Linked DNA regions of Ovis aries: region 1 is linked to region 2. Evidence: chromatin contacts called from public Hi-C data. All regions are on one chromosome and are shown on one strand. Each heading gives the region's core, a stretch centred on a gene start, on an enhancer-like site or on the middle of the called end of the contact. The rest is flanking DNA. Distances are from core to core; before and after follow the strand shown.

Evidence for each region. A called contact is a pair of places that touch in the nucleus more often than the background predicts.
Region 1: a Hi-C map of liver shows a contact between it and region 2, with 5 times the contacts expected there. The contact joins the promoter of PTPN23 here to the promoter of ELP6 in region 2. A contact is called at or near these places in 13 of 16 Hi-C or Micro-C datasets (blood, hypothalamus, liver and 6 more).

Annotation. Positions count from the first base shown.
Region 1 is chr19:52,285,807-52,291,995 of ARS-UI_Ramb_v3.0, reverse strand. PTPN23 (protein tyrosine phosphatase non-receptor type 23) reads left to right here and starts at 1,343. Exons shown (of 23, transcript XM_042236320.2): 1 at 1,343-1,521. The coding sequence starts at 1,438.
Region 2 is chr19:52,148,981-52,154,697 of ARS-UI_Ramb_v3.0, reverse strand. It overlaps ELP6 (elongator acetyltransferase complex subunit 6), which reads right to left and starts at 3,884. Exons shown (of 7, transcript XM_012100136.5): 1 at 3,723-3,884; 2 at 1,704-1,782; 3 at 622-692. The coding sequence starts at 3,776.

The DNA.
Region 1 (6,189 bases), core at 94-2,593, 140 kb before region 2:
CCTTCTGGTGTTCCCTGGGCAGGAGTTGTTCAGATGTCCTGAATACCCTGTATTCACACACCCAGCAATTCCACTGCTGGGGCACAGGGGACATAGAGAGTTGTCAACTGAAAAAAGAAAGAACAACCTAAAAGTTGAGAATTCTGTTTTATTCAGAAGCCTTAGTGAAGACTTAAGCCTGCGATGTAGTCTCTCAGCTCGGAGGGACTGTTCTAAAGATGTAAGGGAGGAGCCAGAATGTATGAGAGTTTTTTTTTTTTTTTTTTTTGCTGAGGAAAAAATGTGCAGTTGGTCATCCAAGGGCTTCCCAGGTGGCACAGTATTAAAGAATCCACCTGCCAATGCAGGAGATGTAAGAGACATGGGTTCAGTCCCTGGGCTGGGAAGATTCTCCTGGAGTGGGAAGTGACAACTCACTCCAGTATTCCTGCCTAGAAAATTTCAGAGGCAGAGGAGCCTAGTGGGCTACAGTCCATGGTTGCAAACGTCCTCGCTCATTTCCTTCCTTCTACTTTTGCCCCAACAAACCATTCTCCATTTTACGTGTTTTTAAAGCTAGGTAATATATACATGATTTTAAAATCCTTGCTCTACAGGTCATCTCTTCAGAGCTAATAACTGTTCTCTGCTCCCTGGTCCCCTTCCAGACTGAAAGGCATTCCCGAGGCTGTATATAGTCATCCCCACCCCCATCGCTCTAGGCCTCTCTCTCTCTCTTTTTTCCCCTTACGCTTTACACTTCGTTTACCAGTTCTCTCCCCATCATCAAAAACGGACTTGGCCGTCTCTTAGGCAGTGCCCGGTCTTACAGGCTCAGCCGAGCGTGCCAGTCTCCAACCAGTCACTCCTCTGTTCCAAAACTCGACACCTGGGGTGCCACGCCTTTGCTTGTTAGCCCTGTCTCCTTGGCCAGGCAGCCCCTACTCCAAGGCTGTTTTTAAGTCACTGCTTCTGGGGGTGGCCCGCCACCACGTTATCTCTACCAGAGCATCTGACCCCATCTACCAAGGCCCTCGACACTACTTAGGGTCTACAAGTCTATGGCTACGTTCTCTAATGTCCTTCCCCTGAGTGGGGAGAGCCTGGAGCCCGAGCCAGGTCCCTGCGGTCTACTTTGCCCAGGAAGAAGAAACCAGTTACCTCCCTGCTTAGCAATTAGATGCAGATAGACTACGACTCCCAGAAACCCTTTCGCCTCGGGCTGGAGGTTTGCCCTCTACACGTGCCCGCGTGCAAGAAACTGAGCATGCGCAGCGGGAAATGAGCATGCGCAAAAGCCTACAGAGGAGGGGACAGCCTCTCCCAGCAGGCAGTAGGGGCATTTTTTTCATCCCCGCGTGACAAGTGACTTCCGGCGTGGAGGGGCGGGGTGCGTGGCTGAGCCTGCAGCTGCGAAAGCTTGGGGGGCGGCCGGGAGGCCGGCGGGTGCCTGAGGCCATGGAGGCCGTGCCCCGCATGCCCATGATCTGGCTGGACCTGAAAGAGGCCGGTGACTTCCACTTTCAGCCAGCCGTAAAGAAGGTGAGGGCCGCTCCTGCTCCCCGCCCCCTCCCCTTTCCTCCCGCGTCTCTCCGTCCGCCTGCGCGTGACGCCCCCTGCGCGTCTATCATCTCCCCAGGCCCTGTCGCAGGGGCCGGTGAGGCCAGGAGGGGCCTCCACTGGCTTTCCTTCGCCTGGCGCACCCCCATCGCACCTTGTCTGACCCCTGCGCGCTCGAAGAGCGTCTCCGTCCCCTCCCCCCGACCCCGCCAGCCCCGGGTAGCCCCCGCTGTCTGATCGGAACCTGCTTTCCGATTCCGTCCCCCGGCCCTCCGCGATCCCCGCCGAGGCACCTCACTTCCTCGGTGTGACGCTTTGAACCTAGGTCTGCTCCTCCCCTCATCCACGCCAGCACCGCCCTGGGAGAATCGGTGGGTGGCCCTCCGTAACCGTCAGGGTGGAAAGGCTGTGCCTGGCCTTCGTTGTGCTGTCCGTCTACGACCGGACTGGGACGGACGCCGAGGATGGCTCAGGATGTGTTTTAAGGCCCCGGCCAGCCTGACCTCTGCGGTTGGAGTCGCTCTAACACTTGGTGCAATTCTGTCTGGTCTCAGAAGAAGAACCGTAATCTGGAGCCCCTTTGGACCGAAAGATCCAACTTTTAGGGGAGCGTTACTGCTTTCGCGACTGCGCAGAGGGGATAAATAGCATTGTAGCTTCCAGAGCGACCCAAGCAGTCCTTTGTTTACTCTTCATTTGGATGGAAGAGACAGGCAGTTTTGGCTTTGAGGGAGGCAAGGGATCGCTGTGGGGAGATCAGGTGTGGCTGGTACAAAGCAGGACCAGGTGTGTCGACTGGGCATCAGGTACCCTGTGAGACATCTGCCTTGGGAAGGACTGTCTGGTACCGTTGAAGGACAGAGCAGAAGTGAAAAGGAACAACCAGGAGGCAATGTGGCTGCTGCCTGAATATTGACGGAGCCCCAGTGAGTAAGGTGGTGGAGAAGAAAAAAAATAGAAGAAAGAAAATGGGTCGGGGAAGAAGTTTTCCAAGAAGCTCTCCCTTTCTCGGTTCACACTGCCGCTGCCTTCCTTCACACACTAACAGTTTGTATTCCTTTGAGTCCATCATTTAATCTCTTTGGGCATCTTTTTCCTCATTTGTAAAACCAGAAAATTAGATTAAAAAAAAAAAAATTGGCTGAGCTTCCCAGCTTATGGGATCTTAGTTCCCTGACCAGGAATCAAACCCCAGGCCTCAATGGACCAATGGAGACATCCAATAAATTAGGTTAATTGATCTAAAGTTCCAGAATTTTACTTCTTTCCCAAAGTTTGGTCTCCTTTCCATCTACTGTTTTAATTCCAAGATGTATATCAAATTAAGAACAGAAGCTAAACACTCCCATCATCCATGGGGGGGGGAAAGAATGCACAGAGGAATGAGACCATGTTAGTACCAGAGAAAGTGAAACAAAATCTTTACCCTGGGAAGTTTGGCTCAGAGTTCTAGAACTGCCATTGCTGATCTCTGGTTTCCATTTTTCTACTGCAAAAGAATGCCAGGATCTGGTGATCTCATCTACCCCTGGTTGCTCAGCTGGTAAAGAATCCCCCTGCAATGTGGGAGACCTGGGTTCGATCCCTGGATTGGGAAGATCCCCTGGCGAGGGGAAAAGCTACCCGCTCCAGTATTCTGGGCTGGAGAATCGCAGGGACTGTATAGTCCGTGGGGTCACAAAGAGTTGGACATGACTGAGTGACTTTCACTTTCATCTGCCTACAGAATTCTGGGCCATTGGTTTCTTGGTAAAAGGGCAGAGTAATGTCACAGAAATAGACACTGGAATCAGGCCAACTTTGGTTTAGGTCCCACCTTTTCGACTTAATAGCTGAGTGACGTCAGCTGTTACAGATGATTACCTCACTAATCTGGGCCTCATTTTTCTCACCTGTAACAGAACTAATACTATGCTTGTAAGCTTATGAGCATCAAGAGTTAACGCAGGGACTTTGCTGGTGGTCCAGTGGTTAAGAATCTGCCTGCCAATGCAGGGGACATGGGTCTGATCGTGGTGCAGGAAGATTCCACATGCTTTGGGACAGCTAAGCCCGTGTGCCACAGCTACTGAGCCTGGGCTCTAGGGCCCACGTGGTGCAACTATTGGAGCCCTGGGCCCAGAGCCTGTGCTCTGCGACAGGAGACGCCGCCACAATGAGAAGCCTACGCATTGTAGCAGAGCAGTTACAAAAAGCCGGAGCACAGCAGCAAAGACCTAATGCAGCCAAAAATAAAATAAAAGAGAAAAACAAGATATACTTAAAAAAAAAGAGTTAATGCATTTGAGTCCCCAGTACAGGCCTTGGCATATTGTAAACAACACTTTCAGCTTAGCATCCTCTTTCTCTGTTTAGGAAATAGCTCAAGTCCTATGACAGCTCTGTGAGTTAGAGCGGGTAATTGTTGCTCAGTAGGTAAGTCTTGTTCAGCTCTTTTCAACCCCATGGACTGCAGCACGCCAGGCTTCCCTGTCCTTCGCCATCTCCCAGAACTTGCTCAAACTCATGTCCATTGAGTCGGTGATGCCATCCAGCCTTCTCTTCCTGTCGCCCCTTTTCCTCCTGCCCTCAGTCTTTCCCAGGATCACGGTCTTTTCCAGCTAGTCGACCCTTCATATCAAGTGGCCAAAGTATTGGAGCTTCAGCATCAGTCCTTGCAATGAATATTCAGGATTGACTGGTTTGATCTTCTTGCTGTCCAGGGGACTCACAAGAGTCTTCACCACAATTCAAAAGCAGCTACTATGAACACCATATTACAGGTGCAAAACCAAGCCCTGGTCTCATAGCAACCTAGGGTCACAGCCAGGACTTCCTCTGTTTTGGTGTTTGTCTTTGGAAAAAGTCTTTCCAGCCTGTGTATTTGTAACTTATAACTTCTTTCCCTGCTTTTTCCTCCCAGTGGCTCTGAACCCTGGACATGCTTTCAACATGACACTGTTCACAGGTCTCATTGTTTGCTCAGGAAAAAAGAAGCCCAGCTTCTCCAAAGCCTCTGCTCCATTGACTCACCTTGTGGCCAGAGATTTGTTTTCACTTCCCTTTTTTTTGGTGTTTTATGAGAACTGTGTTTAAAAAATAGAAATGGATTGGTCTGATGTGTGGTCAAGAATATGGGCTCTGGAGCCCAGACCCCGGGTTTCCAGTTGGTGCTCTGTTGGTGGTTAGTGCTGTGACCTTGGCGAGTGTCTTACCTCCCTTGCCTCAGTTTCCTCAGCTGTAAAATGGGGGCGACAACGCTGTCTACCTCTTTGGGTTGTTATTAGGGCTGAGTGACTTACTGGGCACTTGGCAAGTGTCTGGCCCGTGGGCAGGAGCTCTGTGTTTGCTGCAGATCTTGGAGGAGGAATAAGACAGGTGGACAGCCTCCTTCGGGGACAGTTTGCTGCGATCAGAGGCATCATCTCTCACCCCGTCACCACTGCGTGACCGCAGGGCAGGTGTTCCCAGCGGTGGCAGCTGAAGCCTTGTTTCTGGGACTCAGATGTCACTCAGATCCCTTCGGCCTCTGTCCCACAGGGCCTCTGGGCTCCACTTTCACTGTCGCCTCGGGGTGAGCAAACAGAAGCCTCCTATGAGAAGGGAGTTAATCGGAGAAAGAACATGTTCCTATTTAGATAGTCAAGTTTTACCCTATAGCTCAGGTCACATTTTATGTCTGTGAATTGGGGGACAGGCGGGGTGAGGGATTGGCTAGATCACAGCGAGGATTGTAAACCAAGAGCCCATAAATGGGCTTCAGCGTGTCTGTAAACCCCCTGAACATGTTGGCAGATCCTTATGTTTATGCATAGATGGACATTGGTGGGGAGATTGTTTCGTGGCTTTTATGTTCTCAAAGGATCCAACAAGAGGCTAAGAAATGATGACGTAAGGAAAGTGTTTTTTTAGGTATCATTTAGCTCAACAACTCATTTTTTTTTGGCCGCATCGCTTGGCCTGTGAGATCTCAGCTCCCTGATCAGGGCTTGAACCTGGGCCACAGCAGTGAGAGTGCCAAGTCCTAACCGCTAGACCACCCAAGATTTCCCTCAGCAGCTCTTAAGACATTCATTTTCCAGATTTCAGACGTACAGAAAAGTTGAAAGAATAAGGCAGTGCTCGCCCAAATTCCCTCTACTTAATTTTGAGAGTTGGGCTTCTCTGGTGGTTCAGTGGTAGAGAATCCGCCTGCCAATGCAGGAGGAGCGAGTTTGATCCCTGGAGAAGGAAGTGGCAACCCACTCCAGTATTCTTGCCTGAAAAATCCCGTGTCCAGGGGAGCCTGGTGGGCTGCAGTCCATGAGGTCATGCAAAAAAGAGTTGGATGTGACTTAGCAACTAAATGACGACGATGGTAATAGTTACATTGCACCGTATTTGTGTTCTCTCTCTGTAAACACACACAGACACGCATTGTACCCGTATCAGCAGGTCCTAAGAGGATTTTCTCGTGTAGAACTATACTGTTTTCATCACACCTTAGAAAATCCACAAGCATTTTCTACTATGTTTTATATTTAAATTTCACCTGTTATCCCCAGACATCCTTTATAACTGTTTTTTTCCAAACTCAGATCCAATCACGGTTCTCGTAGGGTAGTTGTTCTTTTTTTTTCTTTAATCTCTTTTAATCTACAATAGTCTGCTCCCCTCTAGCCCCCTTAATGG
Region 2 (5,717 bases), core at 2,635-5,134:
AGGACTGACAGTAAGGCCGTCATTTCGAAGATCACTGCTGATGGGTGGCCTGGTTCTCTCCCGCTCTGGGCCTGACTTACAACAAAAACCAAAAACACGTAACAACAAGAGCCCCAGAAATTCACCTGGTCACAGGTCACAAGTAATGTGCCAGGAGGGTCACCAGCCCCTCAGACATCTTACTCTTGCTTGGCTGCATTCAGTAAGACAAGGGGCAAACTAAGACGAGGTGAGGGGCAAGGGACAAAAGCCCTAGGCTACGGGAGAGACAGTGGGAGGCACTCAACTGGGCAGAGACCAAGCTGTGATCTCTAACCCACTGGGGATAAGATTAATGTTCACCCTGACAAGGAAGAAACCTTAACTGGTCCAGACTCAGTGGAGAAGGGTTTGATTTAATCCATAACAGGTCTGGTTCTAAACACTCGACAAATGAACAAAACACGCAGAGATGCTGCCCTCGCCCTTCAGATAAAGGGTTCAGGATCCCATGATTTCCTTAGCCCTTCCCTTTCTAAGTTCCCTGCAACCCAAACAGGGAAGCCCCCAGCCTGACAGCATACATATGCCTGGCACACACACTCACTCAGGGATCTCATCACAGAGGTCTAACATACTTACCAGCTTCTGCCCCACAATATTATAGTGACTAAAGGACTGGATGAGGGCCACAAGGCAGACTTTACAATTAGCTGGAAAACAAAATAAACTGATTTTTAACCAACTCTCTATTTACAATCAGTCTCAAATACTTCCTGCCTCTGGAAACCAAAGAACTGAGGCAGATCTAGAGAACCCATGCCTTGCAACCTGACATACTCAATTTGATGTGAAGAGGTACTTTTTTCATATCAATAATTATACCTTATATTAATAACCATATCTTATTTCATTGATTCTGAGATGTACTTTACCTGTGAGATGTATCACTAGGAACCTTAGTTTGTTCCCCTGAAAATACATTACAGTTTTAAAAACACTGTATTTTTCTAACTACTTGTTGGTTACAGAGATACAACTGAATTTTTAAACCAGTCTAATACGCAAGAGCATATAAGAAGAACACAAAGAAACTCTAGCTACTTTATGAACTTAATTAACAACTTATCTGTAGATGCTCTTGCTCTGTATAAGCTGACAATAACATCATCTAGAAAGGAAAATCACTTTCAAAGCTGTAAATTATTACAACTCAGAGTGCCAAAGGTCAACCTTGTATTCTGGCCTGGCTCAGTGGGGACTCAAGGAGAACCAGTAAGTCCTTTTTTTTCATTTGGCTGTTTTCTTCTTCTAATCGATTTCCGTATGTGAACTGCAGAGCTGTTTTTTTCCCCCCTCTGTTCCTTAGGAAGCATCTATTGCCAGGGCAAAGTGTTAATGGGTTGAGTGCCTAGAGACTTCAACTACCCAAGGACCAAGGATCAATTAAATGAAGAGGCCACACAAGGCCCTAAGGGAGTCAGTGCCTGCACAGGTGGTGGAGAAATGGAAGGCAATACTGGATATAGTGAATACATGGCAGACTCTGGCATAATAGGGGTGGGAACAAGATGGTCCAGTAATCCCATGAACTAACATATAACCATCTGGTTACCCAAACACCAAAGGCCTGACTAGTTAATACTATTTCTAGTGCTACCTGAAACAGGCCTCTTCCTCCCCGACCCCCCAGCCTTGGGTTTTCTTTTATGATAGTCTTATACCTTTGAGATAGAAGGAGAGAAAGTGGTGCACAAGGAAACTGCCATCTGTCTTGGCATCACAGAGTAGAGTCAGCTTCCCCTACAAGTTAAGAAGAACACAAAAAGATGTATTAGACTCCCTGGAAAGAGTTCAACTGAGTGTCAAAATCTGGTGGATTGTGTCTACTCTTAAATCTCTATACCTGGACACTCATGTGTGTGTTTGTTTAACCAGAAAAAGAAGAAAATAAGTAAAAATTATAGAAAAACCAACAATGAAAGTGATCTGTATCAAACGTACTCATTTTGGGGAAGCATATCTCAAGCTATCATCTTCCCCAGGCAATGGAGAATAAAATCCCTTCGTTTCCTCACTCCTCTCCAGTCTTGCTGCTGCTGCTGCTAAGTCACTTCAGTCGTGTCCAACTCTGTGCAACCCCATAGACGGCAGCCCACCAGGCTCCTCCGTCCCTGGGATTCTCCAGGCAAGAACACTGGAGTGGGTTGCCATTTCCTTCTCCAGTGCACGAAAGTGAAAAGTGAAAGTAAAGTCGCTCAGTCGTGTCCAACTCTTCGCGACCCCATGGACTGCAGCCTACCAGGCACCTCCGTCCATAGGATTTTCCAAGCAAGAATACTGGAGTGGGTTGCCATTGAGAGAATTAAATCCTGAATAAAGTAAGATTTTATCATCAGAACCCAACAAAAATCACTGACTGTCCAGATTGCAAGGGGTCTTCTAAAAGGTCATCTAATCCAATGTCCTCCCTAACTCTAATCCTCATGCCAATTCTGTCCCATAGGCAGGGGAGGAGAAAGCAGTCATTCCAAGAGACAGCCAGGATCAAAGTCCTCCTCCCAGTGGCCTTGGAAACTACGTCAGGCAGAGCTCTCATTGTGGAGAGCCCTGGAGAGACCTCTAAAGATGGCCTTTGCGGGATCTGGCTGTCCTGCCTTTGCAGGGTCTGGCTGTCCTGCTCCAGTCACCCTTTGTTCCTTGTCAATGATAGGGAAGGTCATCTCTCTGTTGTCCTGATATTTTTTCCTCTCATAAAACATGAAAGATTACACTAGCAGACTCTGGGGTTACCCCTGGCGCTGTCATTTCCTGGTGCCCACTTCTATCCCTCACTGTGGCCCTCAGTTTGGACTTTGGAGGTGCTAGTAGTAACTGGCAATGTAAGCAGCGCCATCTGGAGGCTTGGGCAGAGAAAAACTGCAGGGCAATTAAAATGCACAAGGATTTACTGAAAACTATTCGCCTGGGACTATGGAGTAACACAAAGGCTTTTCCATTTCATCAGAAAGACAGGAGTTATGAAATAAATCACCTATGTCTCTAGGAGAGGCAACCCTCGGGCTAACGAATGAACGTTTTTTAGATGCTCCAGACCGTGGTAAGGAGAGAGCGACGAAAACAGCAGGGAGGCTGTGGTGCCAAAGGCGTGCTGTGCAATCAAACATTGGCTGCGAGCAACTCAGAGAGCACTGTTCAAAAACATGGGGAGGAAGACGAGCAGAAGCATTCGCTGAAACCTGCCAAGTGTTCCCAGGACAGAGGAGGCCGTTAAGAAGAGGTCGTTAAGAAGTTGCTCCCTTGTGATGGGGAGGGCGGGGGGACGGGGGGGCGGGGACAGAAGAGACTGGCGGGCTACAGTCCACGGGGTCACAAAGAGTCGGACACGACAGAGCGACTAAACCACCCCCACCAACCTCTGTTTGGGCGCTGGGACTCCCACCACGCTGAACACGCACAAGGGTCGCCTATACACTCAAGTCAACTCAAACTAATAACATGCTTCCTGTGGTCTTTCAAGGGCGCATGCGACCTTCGAAAACCCACAGGATGCCTATCTTGCGCGGGCCTAAGTGTCTAGCCTAGCCTCGGGGTCGGGTCCTCTGCAGACTACAACTCCCAAGCGCCCCCGGGCCACGGACGTCACGTGATTTCCCACGGGTCCGCGCGCGCTTCATCCGGGTGTGCGGTCTTGCGCCGCGCTCCCAGAATCCAACCTCCTCCTCGACCTTGCGACCTCTTACCTGCTCCGCCCCTTCAGGGGTGGTGTTGAGAAGGTTATTGAGTTCTGGGAACATTCCGAGCTCCAGAACGCATGGGGGCCCCGGATGGGAAGATGGGCTGTCACGGATAGAGCGGAGGCTGGAGGGCAAAACCCACCACACAGGAACACGCGGGAGGAGTGCGCATGCGCAATTCCTCTGGCCGCAGCCAATGAAACGCGCGGATCGGTTGCACTCGGCGCATGCGCAGAGACGCGCACAAGGCCGGGGACCCTGGACCCTGAGCTGTGCGGGCTTCTTACCTGCATTCCACTCCCAGAGAGCTTCCCACGACCAAGCCATGAGGAGGTCGGATCTCTTCTTCCTTCCCTCAACCGCGCGTTCTTCTCATCCCAGAGCCTCCTGTCAAGCTCCTGCGGTGTGCCTCACACTACTAAACGCTTTGGCTGCAATGGGCGAACCAGACAGGCAAAGACGCCCGCTCTCGCACAAAGCAGAAAACAGACGTAATAAACATGGAATAATACATTGAAAATTTCTTTGTAGGGGGGAAAATGAAGCTGGATAAAGGAATAACGGTGAGATGGGGGTAGGTTTTGGATAAGACGGGTTATCAGAGTAGGGTCACTGACCAAGTAGGGTTGGAACACGCCCTGCATGATTCTCTTTGAGGTTTTTGCACTATTTCCCCTCCCTGGGCTGCGGCCGTTAAAAACAAACAAACAAACAAAAAACACGCCACTTCTTTCAGGTCTTTGTTCACATGTCAGTTTATCAGCGAGGCCTTCCCTAAGCCTCCATGGAACAAGAGATCAATTGCCAATTTTCCGCTGGATCATCGAAAAAGCAAGAGAGTTCCAGAAAAACATCTATTTCTGCTTTATTGACTACACCAAAGGCTTTGACTGTGTGGATCACAATAAACTGGAAAATTCTGAAAGAGATGGAATACCACACCACCTGACCTGCCTCTTGAGAAATCTGAATGCAGGTCAGGAAGCAACAGTTAGAACTGGACATGGAACAACAGACTGATTCCAAATAGGAAAAGGAGTACATCAAGGTGTATATTGTACATCAAGGTGTATATTGTCACCCTGCTTATTTAATTTATACGTAGAGTACATCATGAGAAACGCTGGGTTGGATGAAGCACAAGCTAGAATCAAGATTGCTAGGAGAAATATCAATAACCTCACATATACAGATATGCAGATTACACAACCCTTATGGCAGACAGTGAAGAAGAACTAAAGAGCCTCTTGATGAAAGTGAAAGAGCAGAGCAAAAAAGTTGGCTTAAAGCTCAACATTCAGAAAATGAAGATCATGGCATCTGGTCCCATCACTTCATGGCAAATAGATGGGGAAACAGCAGAAACAGTGAGAGACTTTATTTTTGGGGGCTCCAAAATCACTGCAGATGGTGATTGCAGCCATGAAATTAAAAGATGCTTACTCCTTGGAAGGAAACTTATCACCAACCTAGACAACATATTAAAAAGCAGAGACATTACTTTGCTGACAAAGGTCCATCTAGTCAAAGCTATGGTTTTTCCAGTGGTCATGTATGGATGTGAGAGTTGGACCATAAAGAAAGCTGAGTGCTGAAGAATTGATGCTTTTGACCTGTGGTGTTGGAGAAGAATCTTGAGAGTCCCTTGGGCTGCAAGGAGATCCAACCAGTCCATCCTAAAGGAGATCAGTCCTGAGTATTCATTGGAAGGACTGATGTTGAAGCTGAAGCTCTAATACTTTGGCTACCTCATGTGAAGAGCTGACTCATTTGAAAAGACCCTGATGGTAGGAAAGATTGAAGGCGGGAGGAGAAGGGGACGACAGAGGATGAGATGGCTGGATGGCATCACCAACTCAATGGGCATGAGTTTGGGTAAATTCCAGGAGTTGATGATGGACAGGGAGGCCTGGTGTTGTACAGTCCATGGGGTCGCAAAGAGTTGGACACAACTGAGCAACTGAACTGAACTGAAGTTCCCTAAGCATCCTATTTAAGTTC